Linked DNA regions of Mus musculus: regions 1, 2 and 4 are each linked to region 3. Evidence: chromatin contacts called from public ChIA-PET, Hi-C and HiChIP or PLAC-seq data. All regions are on one chromosome and are shown on one strand. Each heading gives the region's core, a stretch centred on a gene start, on an enhancer-like site or on the middle of the called end of the contact. The rest is flanking DNA. Distances are from core to core; before and after follow the strand shown.

The links. Hi-C and Micro-C count contacts between places; a contact is called where the count stands out from the background. ChIA-PET counts read pairs in DNA pulled down with a chosen protein or histone mark. HiChIP or PLAC-seq counts read pairs in DNA pulled down with a chosen protein or histone mark.
Region 1: a Hi-C map of bone marrow-derived macrophages shows a contact between it and region 3, with 36 read pairs. The contact joins two enhancer-like sites. A contact is called at or near these places in 1 of 15 datasets of contacts at CTCF or cohesin (large pre-B cells), 2 of 484 Hi-C or Micro-C datasets (bone marrow-derived macrophages and embryonic stem cells), 1 of 115 datasets of contacts at active chromatin or transcription factors (fibro-adipogenic progenitors) and 1 of 9 other capture datasets (embryonic stem cells).
Region 2: a contact with region 3 is called in an H3K4me3 HiChIP or PLAC-seq map of the 230-238 cell line, with 19 read pairs. The contact joins the promoter of Slc7a1 here to the enhancer-like site in region 3. A contact is called at or near these places in 2 of 39 promoter capture datasets (embryonic stem cells and neutrophils), 4 of 115 datasets of contacts at active chromatin or transcription factors (the 230-238 cell line, the SCID.adh cell line, embryonic stem cells and 1 more) and 1 of 9 other capture datasets (liver).
Region 4: a contact with region 3 is called in an RNA polymerase II ChIA-PET map of effector CD8 T cells, with 8 read pairs. The contact joins two enhancer-like sites. A contact is called at or near these places in 1 of 484 Hi-C or Micro-C datasets (bone marrow-derived macrophages) and 3 of 115 datasets of contacts at active chromatin or transcription factors (effector CD8 T cells, kidney and regulatory T cells).

The regions. Positions count from the first base shown.
Region 1 is chr5:148,791,290-148,794,601 of GRCm38.p6, reverse strand. Gm36405 (a long non-coding RNA gene) reads left to right here. Exons shown (of 3, transcript XR_377235.2): 3 at 1-285. Among named protein-coding and RNA genes, the nearest start is that of 4930505K14Rik, 15 kb to the right of the region's middle. Within about 2 kb of position 1,366, at least 30 of the 459 cell types and tissues checked have an H3K27ac peak or open chromatin away from gene starts, as enhancers often do. A contact at or near this core is called in bone marrow-derived macrophages, where this site is marked.
Region 2 is chr5:148,398,202-148,401,583 of GRCm38.p6, reverse strand. Slc7a1 (solute carrier family 7 (cationic amino acid transporter, y+ system), member 1) reads left to right here and starts at 1,680. Exons shown (of 13, transcript NM_007513.4): 1 at 1,680-1,855.
Region 3 is chr5:148,593,761-148,597,279 of GRCm38.p6, reverse strand. It overlaps Gm46929 (a long non-coding RNA gene), which reads right to left. Exons shown (of 2, transcript XR_001785023.2): 2 at 3,303-3,413. Among named protein-coding and RNA genes, the nearest start is that of Gm46929, 4.6 kb to the right of the region's middle. Within about 2 kb of position 2,094, at least 57 of the 459 cell types and tissues checked have an H3K27ac peak or open chromatin away from gene starts, as enhancers often do. A contact at or near this core is called in the 230-238 cell line, bone marrow-derived macrophages, effector CD8 T cells and 1 more, where this site is marked.
Region 4 is chr5:148,768,060-148,771,124 of GRCm38.p6, reverse strand. No RefSeq gene overlaps it. Among named protein-coding and RNA genes, the nearest start is that of 4930505K14Rik, 8.4 kb to the left of the region's middle. Within about 2 kb of position 1,539, at least 63 of the 459 cell types and tissues checked have an H3K27ac peak or open chromatin away from gene starts, as enhancers often do. A contact at or near this core is called in bone marrow-derived macrophages, effector CD8 T cells and regulatory T cells, where this site is marked.

The DNA of each region.
Region 1 (3,312 bases), core at 117-2,616, 200 kb before region 3:
CGAGTGGGTCACAGAGTCACTAATGGCCCCGCCGTCCGCCACCTGCCGCCAGCCGCCTGCCGCCGGATGAGGAAATGGCCCTGCCCAGGCATCGATCTTGGAAGCAGCTGAGCTGAGCTGTGGTTCCAGGGAGGCTGCCTGCTCCAGAGGCCTTCCCATGTCCAGTCCTAAGGCCCTGCACACTTCCTGCCTCCCTCCCTTGCTTGTTTGCTTCAGTCCACCTATCTTTCCTTCCTCGATGTTTCTAACCCCAGGTTACTGTGTGTGTGCCCTCAATAAAGCCATCATCCTCAAGGCGCTTGTCTGGAAGCAAGTCTCTCAGCTCTCCACAGATTGCGGGCAGGGGGGGGGGCGCTTTCTACTGACACTCAGTAACCAGCTTCCCTTTTCTCTACATAAGGTCCAGAGGGGGTCTGAACAGGTTTCCTTGTGGGAAATCTGGTACCATTGTGCCCACACTCTTGCTAAGGCTGATCCTAGAGCATGAAGTAGGTGCTGCAAGCCAGTCATTGTGCTAGGGACCCCCCTACTCCCCAAAGGCATTTCATTCCCAATTCGCTGGACCACTCTTTTTTCACAGAGGCCAAAATCTCTGGCAAGAGCCTACTTAGTGGCAGCTCAACTCCCTCCACCGAGACAGGGTCTCCTGTGTCTTCGCACACCTTGCCTAGGAGAGAAATCAGAGCTAGATTATGCTACCTAGGCTGCCGCAGATTGCCCGCTTCCTCTAGCCTGCTCCTTCCCACAAGACTGGAGATGGAGATGGATGTAGAGGCAGCCTGCTTTCTCCTAAGCCCGTTCATGGCTTCTCATCGTGTTCATCTCCCTTTGTGCCTACGTGTTTGTAATAAAATACCCATAAACACATCGTTAACATTGGATAGGGACACCCTAAAAGGTGTGTTTGGACTTAATCTCTTTACGGGCCTCATCTCAGAGTTATGTTCGTTTGGAAGCACTAGTGAATCTTGGTGGGGGAATGTGATACCATTCAGTCCCTAACAGAGGCCTAAATAAGTTTTAGGTATATGAGGTCACATTCTGCAAGACGTGCAGGCTATCTTTATCTCCTATGCAAACGAACCAATTTCTGTAAACATTTTTTCTAAAAGCAGTTGTTGAACAGAAATATCCAAACACTAGGTACACTGCCTTAAGTAATTGTTTTTAAGTCATGTGTTTGGAGTTTTGTTCAAGAAAAATAATGTGTGAAATCCACTTTATAAATCAGCCGCTTTAGAAAAATGTCTGTCTTGGAAGCCAATTTTTCTCTCCTCTATCAACAAACCTTTCCAAGTGAAGGTTTAAGCGGGAGGGTGTAGTACAGGCAAATGGGCACGAGGTGGCGCCCTAAGTAGCGGCAAGGAGCAGGCAAAATGCATCAGGCTCTGGATTTGGTTTGAATGAAGAATGTATTCATTCAACATGTATTCAGTCCTTGTTGATTGAAGCTTTAGGGTTGGAGCTTTGCAATGTCAGGATCTTGCAGCAGAAACGACCTGTTTAGATTCTTATCTACTTATTTTCTAGGCTATTGTTTGACCCAGATATTTGCCTCTGCCCAGCTTGCTGGGTGAAGTGAGGTTAGGTCTGTAGCTGATTTGCATCTTTAAGCGCTGTCCGGAACTGGTCAGCTGGATCTGCAGTCAAGTTTGGGCGTGCTCTTCGTCAACAGCTCCTCCCTCCGTTTTCTTTGTCCATTGAAAAAAAAAGTTGCATCCTTCACTGATTCCCTGCCCAAGCTGCAGGTGTCACCACACAAATTGGGCAGTCTCCAATCGTTCCTCCCCTGACGGTTGTTCTCTGGCTTTCTCCTTCCATGCACGGAGAACTGGTTTTGTTTCCCTTGACATCTTGTTTCCACCTCAGCTACGTGGAGGAAGAGTCGCAGTGTTTGTTTATTCCTCTGGTTCCCCTTTCCTCCTGATGGTAAGAGCAGGTCCCTTTGGGCCCCCAGCTCCCACCAGGAGCACCCCACCCCCAGCTCTACTAGGAACCCTTTCTGGGTTTTAGCATCGCCTTCTGTACCTGCCCCTTGAGGTTTCAGTAGGAAGCAGCTTCCTGCATGGACACCCAGGGGTTGGTTTGCCTCTGTCTATCTCTGTAAACTTCTGGAAACATCTTTATTAATTTCTCTCCAGTCAACCCTTAGAGGTGTTAGCTCTTCCTGCAAGGTTTTGATTGAGTCACAGAACCAGAAAACCCTCTTTGTGCCTCCATTTCTCTTCTTTTAAGTGAGAATTCATATCCACCTTGTTAATGAGGATCTTCTCTAACAATGACTATAAGCCAAGTGACATCTGAAACCTGTTAACTTCTCTGTACAAGCCTCTGTAATCATCAGAGTGAGCGTCACAGACTAGGTCCTTGGTCCAATGTCTTCCTTCACTTATGCTAATTTTTGTATTAATGGGCAGGTTAATGGGTGCCTTTATGCCGAAGCACCAAAGCATCACAGAAGATTGTCACAACCGTGCTAGTCAACGCTGCGGTCCTGACTACAGACGCAGAGGCCAGACTGCCAGAACCCCAGGCCCTTATGAGTGTTATGTGCTGTGTTTCCTGGCGTATACTAGCCTGTTGCTTCCTCTTTTCCATCTTGCCGACTCCTTCCACCTGCAAAACAGAAGCTGCCCGAGTCCAGCTGTTGTTTATATGGAGGTACATCAAGGCCAGGGAGAGCAAACATTTAACAGGGGCTCTGCTGGGGGCCGGGAGCAGCCTCTGAGTGTCCTTTGCTCCTTTGGTAGCTGGACACTGGGTCCTTCCTACTCCGTGTCAGCAGTTCAGAAGCCTGGCGAATACAATTACTCTAAGACTCTGGACTTGAGCTGTTCATCCCAGCAAGGAGCAGGCTGGAAGTTTCTGGAAGCTTAGAGTCAGCAGGCAGGTTGAGGTGTCTGGAAGGACAGACCCCACCTCATTCAGCCTGGACAGATGCTGCCCAGGTGCCTGAGTGGTGAGAGCCACCGAGAGCAATCTCGACTCCCGGAGGCAGAGACATCCTGGTACTCATTGTTGCAAGATGAGAAAGTATGCCCTCCATCCCTCAAGGCAGCCAGTGTTGCATGAATGGCACGATCTATAGACTGTGGGTCCATTGTACAGTTTCGCCCCATGGCCATTCAATTCATGTCCCCACCAATGCCCAGGAATTCCATTCTCCTGTCACGGAGTGAGTACCATGACTATTTCCTGCAGAGGGAAGTTTCTCAAAACAGCCCAGACAGCAGCCTTTGGTTGATTTGTGCTATCCTGGTGCTTAGCTAGCAAGGCCCAGAAAGACTGGGTCAGACAGAAACCAGCACCACT
Region 2 (3,382 bases), core at 431-2,930, 200 kb after region 3:
TCTTTTTGGTTAAGGGTTTATGCACAGAGAATCATTACATAAACTGGTCATCGCTAATTTCCTAATTTCTTGAGAGGTCAGTTTAGCTTCAGCTTATTGGTGTGGGATTTTATTACCCGTGACTCCGTTTTTTGATTTTCAGCTTGTTTGACGGGACCTGTATCACACCAAAATCCCAGACGAGGACAGGGCAAGCAGTTTTTAAGAGAACGTAAATTTTCATAAGCAGTAGTGTGCCGATTTGTGGAGGACACACAGTGAATAGCGTTCGAATTCGGAGTCAGATACTCATCTGGTGCTGAAGGCAAAGCTGGTGGGCGCTGAAAGATGGGAGGTTTCCCTCTGTGAGAAGGGGGCACCTGGTAAAGATTCAGGAGACCTCCCTACTAGATTGGCAGGAATCAGTTCATCACCGCATGATTGACACTTACTTCTGTTGGCTGTTGGAAAACAAAGCATGTTTGATGCCTTGTTATTATCACAAACGCTGTTAGAAGTGCTTTAATGTTATCTTACAAGTGTTAGAAGTGCTTTAGTGCTATCCACCTCCCTCTACGTATTCATTAAGACTTTTTGGCTGGGCAATATAAATTAATACATCGTTAGTTTAATTCTATGGGAGTATCAACAGCTGTGGCTGACAATGAATCCCTTTACTGATAAGGCACACTTGAGAACACACATAGCATCCACCTTCTCTTTTCTCTTTTTCTTTTCTTTTCCTTTCTTTTCTCTCTTTCTTCCTTTCTTTCTTTCTTTCTTTCTTTCTTTCTTTCTTTCTTTCTTTCTTCTTTCCTTCCTTCCTTCCTCTCTCTCTCTCTCTCTCTCTCTCTCTCTCTCTCTCTCTCTCTCTCTCTCTCTCTCTCTTTTTTTAACAGGATTTCTCTGTATAGCCCTGGCTGTCCTGAAACTCACTCTGTAGACCAGGCTGGCCTCAAACTCAGAAATCCACCTGCCTCTGCCTCCCAAGTGCTGGGACTAAAGGTGTGTGCCACCACTGCCGGGCTTCGATATAATTCTTTATAAAAACTTTTATCTTATGCATATTTATGGTTTACCTGTGTATGTCTGTGCATCACATTCAAGACTTACAGATTAGTTGTGAGCCCCCATGTGGGGAGTCAGAACTGGGTCCTCTGAAAGGGTTGTCAGTGTTAACCGCTGAGCCATCCCTCAGCCCTATAGACTGTAGTTCTCGATTTTGGAGCAGAGATCAGAAGGAACCCTGAAGACTAGATTTGGGTACTAAACTTGGGGAGAGTCCCGCGGGTGTGAACTGCCTGAACTGTTCTGTTGGCTATGTGGAGGAACTACCTTGTATCAAAGGGAGGCTTGCAGGTTCTGGGGCCCTTCCTGACCAAGGCGGAGGCTAAGGCGTTAGCTAGGGCACAGCCGTAAAGTAGTCCAATGTCAAAAGAAGATTTACAACTAAGTCCAAAAAAAAAAAAAGTCTTTAAAATGTGTCTTACATCCAGTTTGGAGCAAGAAACCTGGTCGTCAGCTGTCCGTGGCTCCCCAGGAGGGGGCTCGCACCCCTCAGCCTGTGCCATCAGCTCTGACTCAAGCTCAGTTGCGGCTGCGGAGGACCAAGGGCGCGCGCGGGAGGCGCCCAAACCGGCGGGGAAGCCCGGTCTCGGGTGTCCCCGCCCACAGGGGCGCGGCCGCGCGGCGCTGTCATTGGTGCCCTGGAAGCTGACGCGCAGCACTGGCCGTGGCCGTGGGGCCCGCGGAGGGCGGCGCGCGGCTGATGAAACCGGCTCGGATTCCGCCCGCGTGCGCCATCCCCTCAGCTAGCAGGTGTGAGAGGCTTTCTACCCGCGGTCTCCACACAGCTCAACATCTTGCCGCCTCCTCCGTGAGTACGCGATCCTTGTGATTGCCCAGGAAGCTCTGAAAGCCTGAGTCACCTCGGTGTGCGTGTGTGTCTGTGTGTGTGGCCTCGGGTGGCGTTTCAGGCAGGGCGAGGGTTCTTCTTATCCTCTCCATCTCCGGGGGATGGGTGCGTGGGGCGGGCACCAGTGTTCCGGTCGCCTCCTCCGAGTCCATCTTGGTCCTTTGCAGGCGCGGCGTGGTGCATGATGCAACAGCGGGAGGGAGTGAACACGGGCGACCCGGGTGACGCCCGCCACGCGTGGCGCCGTGTGTAGGCTCCACGTGGGCGCGGGGACCCATCTACGCAGGCTGCCCCGGGTGGCATCCGGAGTCACGGCAGTCTGGGAGACCTTCCCTTACATGGCGCGGTGCGCGGCACCCCGCCCCGCCACGCGGTCCCGGGCAGTGTCGTCAGCCGAGCCGCGCGCAGGATGGACTCTTGTCAGGTCTCGCAGGCATGACCCGAGACCTGAGATTCCTGTCCTCCGGGTCGCCTCATAGTCTCCAGAGGTCCCTTTGGAGGGACTCCCTCTTGGGTGGGTTTTCCTTGTGACCCGATTCGGCCTGCACAGACTGTTCTTCCAGATGGTGTGGAGTGGGAGGAAGTTCTTCCGGCTCCGTAGACAACCTGTGCTCCGTGTGTTTCTGTCCAGTGGAAGACTTCCTGGGCACGATCAGGTCACCAGCCAAGGGTGTCCGCAGAGCAGTCCAGTGTCGCTCGCTCCAGCCCACTGCTGTGTGGACTTGTGTGTTAAGATAGCCAGACATGTGCTGGGATAGGCAGACATGTGCTGGGATAGGCAGACATGTGCTGTCAGGAAAACAAAACAAACTAAAAAACTACATTTCCCAGCACCCACAGTTATACTCTCACGTGCAGGAGGACAGGGTTTCAACCATAGGTGTATTTCTTCTAAAGGTGAGTAAACTTTCACTAGAATCCGGAGCGTTATCTTCTGCGTTATCTTTTGGTTGACTGTCTTAGCTGTCATGGAGTCAGCTGGTAATTGGGATTTTTGTAACATTTCTTGCCCTTCATGTGTGGTTAAGATAATAGGAAACCTCGACACAGTCATCCCCCTGGTATTTTTAGTTGGTCTCAATGGAAATTATTATTTTGACTAGAGCACACCCTTCTGCCACTAAAACAAAAGGGCGTGACTCACGAGATCAGAATAGACATTTAGAGGGGGAAAGTCACCCCATGAATTGAAACAGCTCTGAAAAGTTTAGCGTTTTGAGATCATGTTTTACTTAAGGGTGAAATTTAGAGGGTATATAAGGGAGGGTGGGGGGGGGTGAATAAACCAAAGGAACTAGTTAAGTAGAGATAAGAGATACCCCAGTGGCTAGGGCTGAATCTCACAGCCCCAGGGCTCTTTCTTGGCCCATAATTACAGGTTTTAGATTATTATTATTATTTTTTAAAGGTATGAAGACAAGCTGGCTCCCTTCGGGATTTCTCTTCTAAGACACATGGTCATTATTATATTTGGTAGATCAGTTTCTC
Region 3 (3,519 bases), core at 845-3,344:
GGACATCTGCATACATATAGTGCTCATAAATATATGTAGGCACACACATATACGTATGTCTTTAAACAAAAGAAGAAGAAGAAGAAGAAAAATCTTATAATTTTCTCTTTCAAGTTTAGATAAAAAATAATATATACAATATCAGCAGTAGATTGTTCATGGAGTTTGCCATTTACATACTGTAGCTGATATTATTTAAACCTTTTTACAAATGCAGTCCAAAGCTGTTACCTTAGCTCCGTGGTGCTGATGCTGCATCCCTTTAATACAGTTCCTCATGCTGTGGTGACCCCCAAGCATAAAATTACTTTGTTGCCACCTCCGAACTGTATGTTGCTACTGTTCTGAGTCATAATGTAAATATCTGATATGCAGGATATCTGACATGTGACCCCTGTGGGGGTCATGACCCACAGGTTAAGAAATACTGCCTTACACTAAAACCTCTTGGTTTTCCTCACTGATAAACGCAGATTTTTAAGCGTGTCTTCAATGCAGCCAAGCCACAGTGTATCTGTGATGTACCTAGGGAGTAAGAATGGCCGATAAGGGATTTAAAGGAACTCTCAGCATCGATGATAACCGTAGGCCGTACAGAGAAGAAATGATTTAACCATGAGTAGATCTCACATTTGTGATTAAAAAATGAGCAGGAAGTGGGCGAAATTGACATAATCTGATAAGAAACCAGGGAAGTTGTTGAATCTCGTGTTGTCACTGAGGACACTGCGGTTCAGAGCCAGAGGAAACATCGTGTCGTCTGCCAGGTCTGAAGTCATAAGTAGCACTGGCCCCAACAGCAGACAATGGACAAGGAGCCTGGCTAGGCCTTCCGTAAGCCGTGTTTGGCAAATGGAGATATTCTGACAGGCTGCTTCCACAGTTGTGGGCTCAGTGAAACCTGGAGGCCCCCGCCCTGCCCTGGACTCTTCTCTCTTCAGTTCAGGATTCCAGACAACATCAATGGAACACTGGCAAGAACCGGTCTGCAGCCAACATCACGCCCATTGGCACTGTCCAGAGGTCAGTGGCCTCTGTCTTTCCAGGGTTTTGAGAACACACATGAAAGTCAAGCATTGACTGAGACAAGAAAGTTCTTCCCATCTTAGCAAATATCAGAGACCAGGCAAATGGTGACAAAGACGACATGGACTCTTTCAAATGTCCTCTTCTCACCCAGTGGAAACTTCTGTGGATCCTCACTTTGCAATCCCCCATTTGATGTTTAAAACAAAGTCATAAGTATGAGAATATGAAGTCTGTAGACTTACTTTATCAAAAATGCTTTTTGATGCTAACAAATTTCTTTAATATTTTAGTGTTTTCTCCTATGACAAGATTTGATGGGTTTCATGTCTGTATAGGATATATATTAGCATCACTAGGATCCTTCAAAACTGATAATCTCTGTGTTTAAAAAGAAAAAAGAAAAAGGGAAGGGATAGGGGATTTTCGGAGGGAAAACTAGGGAAGGGGATAACATTTGAAATGTAAATAAAGGAAATATGTAATAAAAAGAAAAAGGAAAAGAAAAAGAAAGAAATGAGGAAGGTCCATGGGCCAAAGCAAAGAATGTTTTCCGGATGAAAAGCTTTCCCCTGGCTGTTCTTTTCAGACAATAAACAGTTCAAGCAAAGTAAAAAAAAAATGCAGAAAAACTAAGGTTAAAGAGGAAAACACTGAAGTCAGAGGACATGAAACCAGCAGAAGCAGCAGAAACAGGAAGTAGAGACCAAAATGGTTGTTTTGTAAAGTCTGTGGGTATGAAACCTTCTTCTGGGGAAATGTGAACCCAGGCTGAAAAGCAAGGACCCACTTCATAAGGCACTAAGGAACTAGTCCACATTAATTTAAAAAAAAATTTCTTGCTTGTCAATTGCTTTGCCTACTTTAAGCTGAAAGGGGAATTATTAAATAATATTGGGCATCTTATAAAAGCCAGGTTACAAGAGCAGCTGTCATAAAAACAGATCTCTAACATGCCGGAGAAACACAAAACCTCCTATACCACATTTGGCACAAGAATGGATCCTGCACACAACCACTTCCTTGGGGCACCCTGGCTTCCACAACTCTTACAGAGATCAGAGGTACCTGTGAGTCACTGAACTAGAATGCATCTTAGGGGCAAGGAATAAAATGACTATATCTTAGCTGCAAGGGAGTCAGGGAATATGAATCTTCTGCTTTAGAAAGGCATGGTCCAGAATATGGAAGGATGTTCAGTGATATTGAATACCCACAAAGAACACATGCCCACTACAAACAGTGATGATTGTGCCTCAGGAAAGGTAATTGGGCATGATCTGTTTAAAAAGGGTTAGAGTAGAGAAGGCTGCATGTGAGACAAGCTAGGAGCTGGTTGTGGTAATGAGCAGTAATGCAGTCTTGTCTTACGTCTGGGGAGTACCAGGAAGGGGAAGTTTCTATAATCACTAATGGCATAGAATGACAACATTCAGTCATGAAAGTTATGGACACATGGAGGTTAGGAGTAGGTGCCATTCTGAAGAGGAAAGTTGGGTCTGATCTAAGCCATATTCACTTGAGGGGACAGAAGGCTCCTCGGGTTGACAAAGCTAGCAGATGATTGGTAAGTTATCCACTAGAGTCAGCCACAAAATAAATTTTTTAAAAAAGGAAGAAAGGGGAGAGAGAGGGAGAGAGAGAGAGAGAGAAAGAGGGGGGAGGGAGAGGGAGGGGAGAGTGAGGGGGATGGGGAGGAGGAGAGGGGGAGGAGAAGAGAGAGGAAGAGGGATGGGGAGGGGGGAGAGGGAGGGAGGGGGAGGGGGAGAGGGAGAGGAAGGAGGGGGAGGGGGAAAGGGATGGGGAGGGGGGAGAGAGAGACAGAGAGGGAGGGGGAGAGGGAGGGGAAGAGGGAGAGAGAGAAGAGAGAGACATAAAACCCAGTATGAACAAATGGAATTTAACACCGGGGGTTTTTTCCTCTTAAAAACTAGTTTCTAGCCGGGCATGGTGGCACACGCCTTTAATCCTAGCACTCGGAGGCAGAGGCAGGTGGATTTCTGAGTTCGAGGCCAGCCTGGTCTACAAAGTAAGTTCCAGGACAGCCAGGGCTATACAGAGAAACCCTGTCTCCAAAAAACAAAAACAAACAAACAAAAAACAAAACAAAACAAAACCAAAAAACCTAGTTTCTAACCATCTGCTCTAGTGATGAGCAAGGCAGAGCCCAGGGCCAGGTCTTATCCAAATAACATTCCTTTCTGTGTAACTATGTCTTGGCAGGGGTGGTGGTAGAGATCTAAGTGTTTGTGTCTAGGTGAGAGGGGGATCATACATAAGGAGGCAGGCTTTGCTTTTATTACAGTCACTTGTCACCTGGGCAGAGACATTAAGCCACTGTTGGAAGTCAAAATAGTCTGCAGTGCTGCAGCTTCCGTAGCACCAACCTGTGGAAGGGAAAGGAAGGGTTTGCTCCCTAGTCCATAAGCACTTGCTGCTTGCAGCCCCCTCTTAGACCTCCACGACCATCCCCCAGTCTCTGACAATGAGCTT
Region 4 (3,065 bases), core at 290-2,789, 170 kb before region 3:
GAATGGCACAGTCAGAAAATGGGTCCCATAGAAGCTCAGAGACTAACCCGGGATAGAGAGCAACAGTTTGCTACAGAAATACTAGAGATGTTAGAGGCTGGATCCAGAGCAGGGAAGGGTGGGGGGCGGGGGAGGGAGCTGGGGCGGGGCAGGGGCGGGGCTGGGACAGAGGCAGGGTAGAAGAGCAGGGAAGTATAGAACCTGAGGGTTTTCAGTGAGGAGTCCTTGGAGGGTGGTAACGTTTTGCTGAGGTAACCCTTCCTTGGTGGGGACGGAGTTCTTCGGTTCCGTCCAATGATCTATCTGGTAGCCCAGCACTCAGGTAAGAACCTTGGAGGCTGCCAGTTCTAGTGCCTTCCAAATCTGCCTTTTCTCTCTTGGGAGTAAAGAGCAAGCATTGATCAACAAAGCCTGGCGTTTTCATTTACAATGAAGGAAGTTCTAATTCCAGCTCCGTCCTGGCTGTCTTTTTTTGTCATTCATTCCATGGGAAAGTTACTCTGGGCTGGCTGCACTGGGCTCTGAGCCAAGTTCGCCCCTGGTTTGCCTTACCAGCCCCCTCAGATCAGTTTGAAAGGTAGTGGAATTGCTTGTCCACGACTTTATGCCCAAACTAGAAGTGGTAAGAATTTCACTCTTTGAGCACTGACTGTAGCTAGTGCTAAAGTAAGTGTTTCATATGTGTTATTGTCTAAGTCATAAGATGTCAGCATCATCATCAAAGGGCAAGAAACATAAGAAATGGCTATACTCAGGAGGGGTGTGACCTGAGTAGTTGTCCTGTCCCAGCCCCCATATTGAAATTCTTTTTTTTTAAAGATTATTTATTTTATGTATATGAGTGCACTGTCGCTGTCCATATTTATTTATTTATTTATCATTTTATATATGTGAGTACACCATTGCTTTCTTCAGACACACCAGAAGAGGGCATCAGATCCCATTACAGATGGTTGTGAGCCACCATGTGGTTGCTGGGAATTGAACTCAGGACCTCTAGAAGAGCAGTCAGTGCTCTGAACCGCTGAGCCATCTCTCCAGCCCCCATGTTGAAATTCTAACATCCAGGGCTATGATCCGGAGACCAGGTCTGAGAAATGACTGTGTAATAATGGTGCAGCTGTCATGGGTGGGAACACTCCACTTATGAGCCAGTCTCCAGAGAGCTCTCTCTCTCCTTTTCTTAAGTGTAAGAACTCATTAAGTCCACAGTGTACAACTGGGAATATTTCCTTCTTTAGAAGCCAACCATGCTGGTAGCCTGGTCTCAGACTTCTGGCAGCTGGGATGGTGAGCAATGTATTTCTGTGGTTTATAAATTCACCTCGTCTGTGAGAGTTTGTTACAGTAGTCTGAGCTGAACTAGGACTCCTCTCATCAGGCTAAGCAGCACAACCCTGGCACAGATCTTCACAGGGTCATCACTATGAACAGACATTAAATCATGCTGTCATCGATGGGTACGCTAAAGCCACATGGAGAGTCAGACAGCAGAGCCTTGCTGCTTCTCAGCAACCAGGGCCTCCACTTCCTCACACAGGATGTGACTGCTTTGTGGTCGGCATGAATAAGTTCATCCAGTCTTCATTACAATCCTGCAATTGTATATCCTGCAACACAGTTCCCAATGTACACCCAAGAGATGACCCCTGGGCATCACTGGGGGGGGGGGTATCTTGATTACATTGACTTATATGGGAAGTCTCTCTCTCTCTCTCTCTCTCTCTCTCTCTCTCTCTCTGAGGCAGGGTTTCTCTGTGTATTCTTGGCTGTCCTGGAACTCCCTCTGTAGACCAGACTGGCTTCAAACTCACAGAGATCCACCTGCTCCTGCCTCCCCAGTGCTGGGATTAGAAACAAACACCACCAGGCCTGGTGGGGAAGATTCATCCTAACTGTGGCTGGGGCCAGTGCCTGGGCAGGGGTTCCTGGACAGTACAAAAATAAGACATTGAGCCCTTGCTCACATTTGTCTCTCTCTGCTCCGTGACTGCAGATGAAGGTGGCCATCTCCTGTCACTGTGGGACTGTGACTCCGGTCTGGAACGGTAATCCAGAATGAAACCCTTCTTCGTTAAGTCACTTTAGTGAAAGTGTCTTCTTATCACAGCGACAGAAGGAAAATTACCAAGGACATGGGCGTCCCTAAGATCCTTCAGGTCCTTCTCTGTGGCAGTGGCAAACATCTCATCCTCACAGACTGGATCTGTCTCTCTTCTCTGGTAGGGACATTTCTCCTTCTACGTCGCTGACCAGATCAGATCACATGAAACCCTGGGCTATGACCCAAGCAGACACACAGGAGCCATTCAGGTGCTGGCTTTCTGAGCAGGAGAAGGCATGTCCTCCCCAGGAGCTGCCACATGTCCTTGTGTTGAAATGCACAGTGACCAGAGGGGACCCAGACTACTACAGTGTGCGTGGCCTCTGGCTCTCTCTGAGCTGCTGCCTAAAGGGCACACTGGCTTTCAAGACTGAAAAATGAACCACGTTCTCTCTGACCTTATGGACAGGGTTGTGGGAGGGCTGTGGAGGAGGGAAGCTCTTGAGCGAGGGAGTTGCTTTAGAATAGGGCTGCCTTGGTCCACACTGTTTTAAAGGTCCACACGTGCTCTCCTCCAGGCATCCGGCTCTAATGAGCTACGCAGTGCCTGGCCAGGCCCAAGATACATTCCGGAGGCAAGAGAAAGACTGGAGATTTAATCAAGAGACATGTGATGTTCAATTGAGCCCCAAATTGCTTTTTTGAACATAACATCAAATAAAATGAGAGAGGGGAGGGCTGGACTTTTCTGCAAGCAGGTGAGTCACCCGGAGTGAGCAGGGGAGGGTCTGGAAACCTCTGGAATGAAGTCGAAACAGCAAGTCCCAGGAAGTCGGCAGCCAGGGATGGGCAGGATGAGAGACAGCCATGCAGTTTCCTGCCGTCCCTCGCCTGCCTCCTCAGCCTTCCGCCATCTCCTTGGGTCTCACAGCTTGGTGTGGCTGGAGAATTTTTGCTCTTTTCTCTAAGGGGTTACAGGTGTGTTGAGTCCTTTGGGTGTCTGGCAGAATCAGGCTAAAGG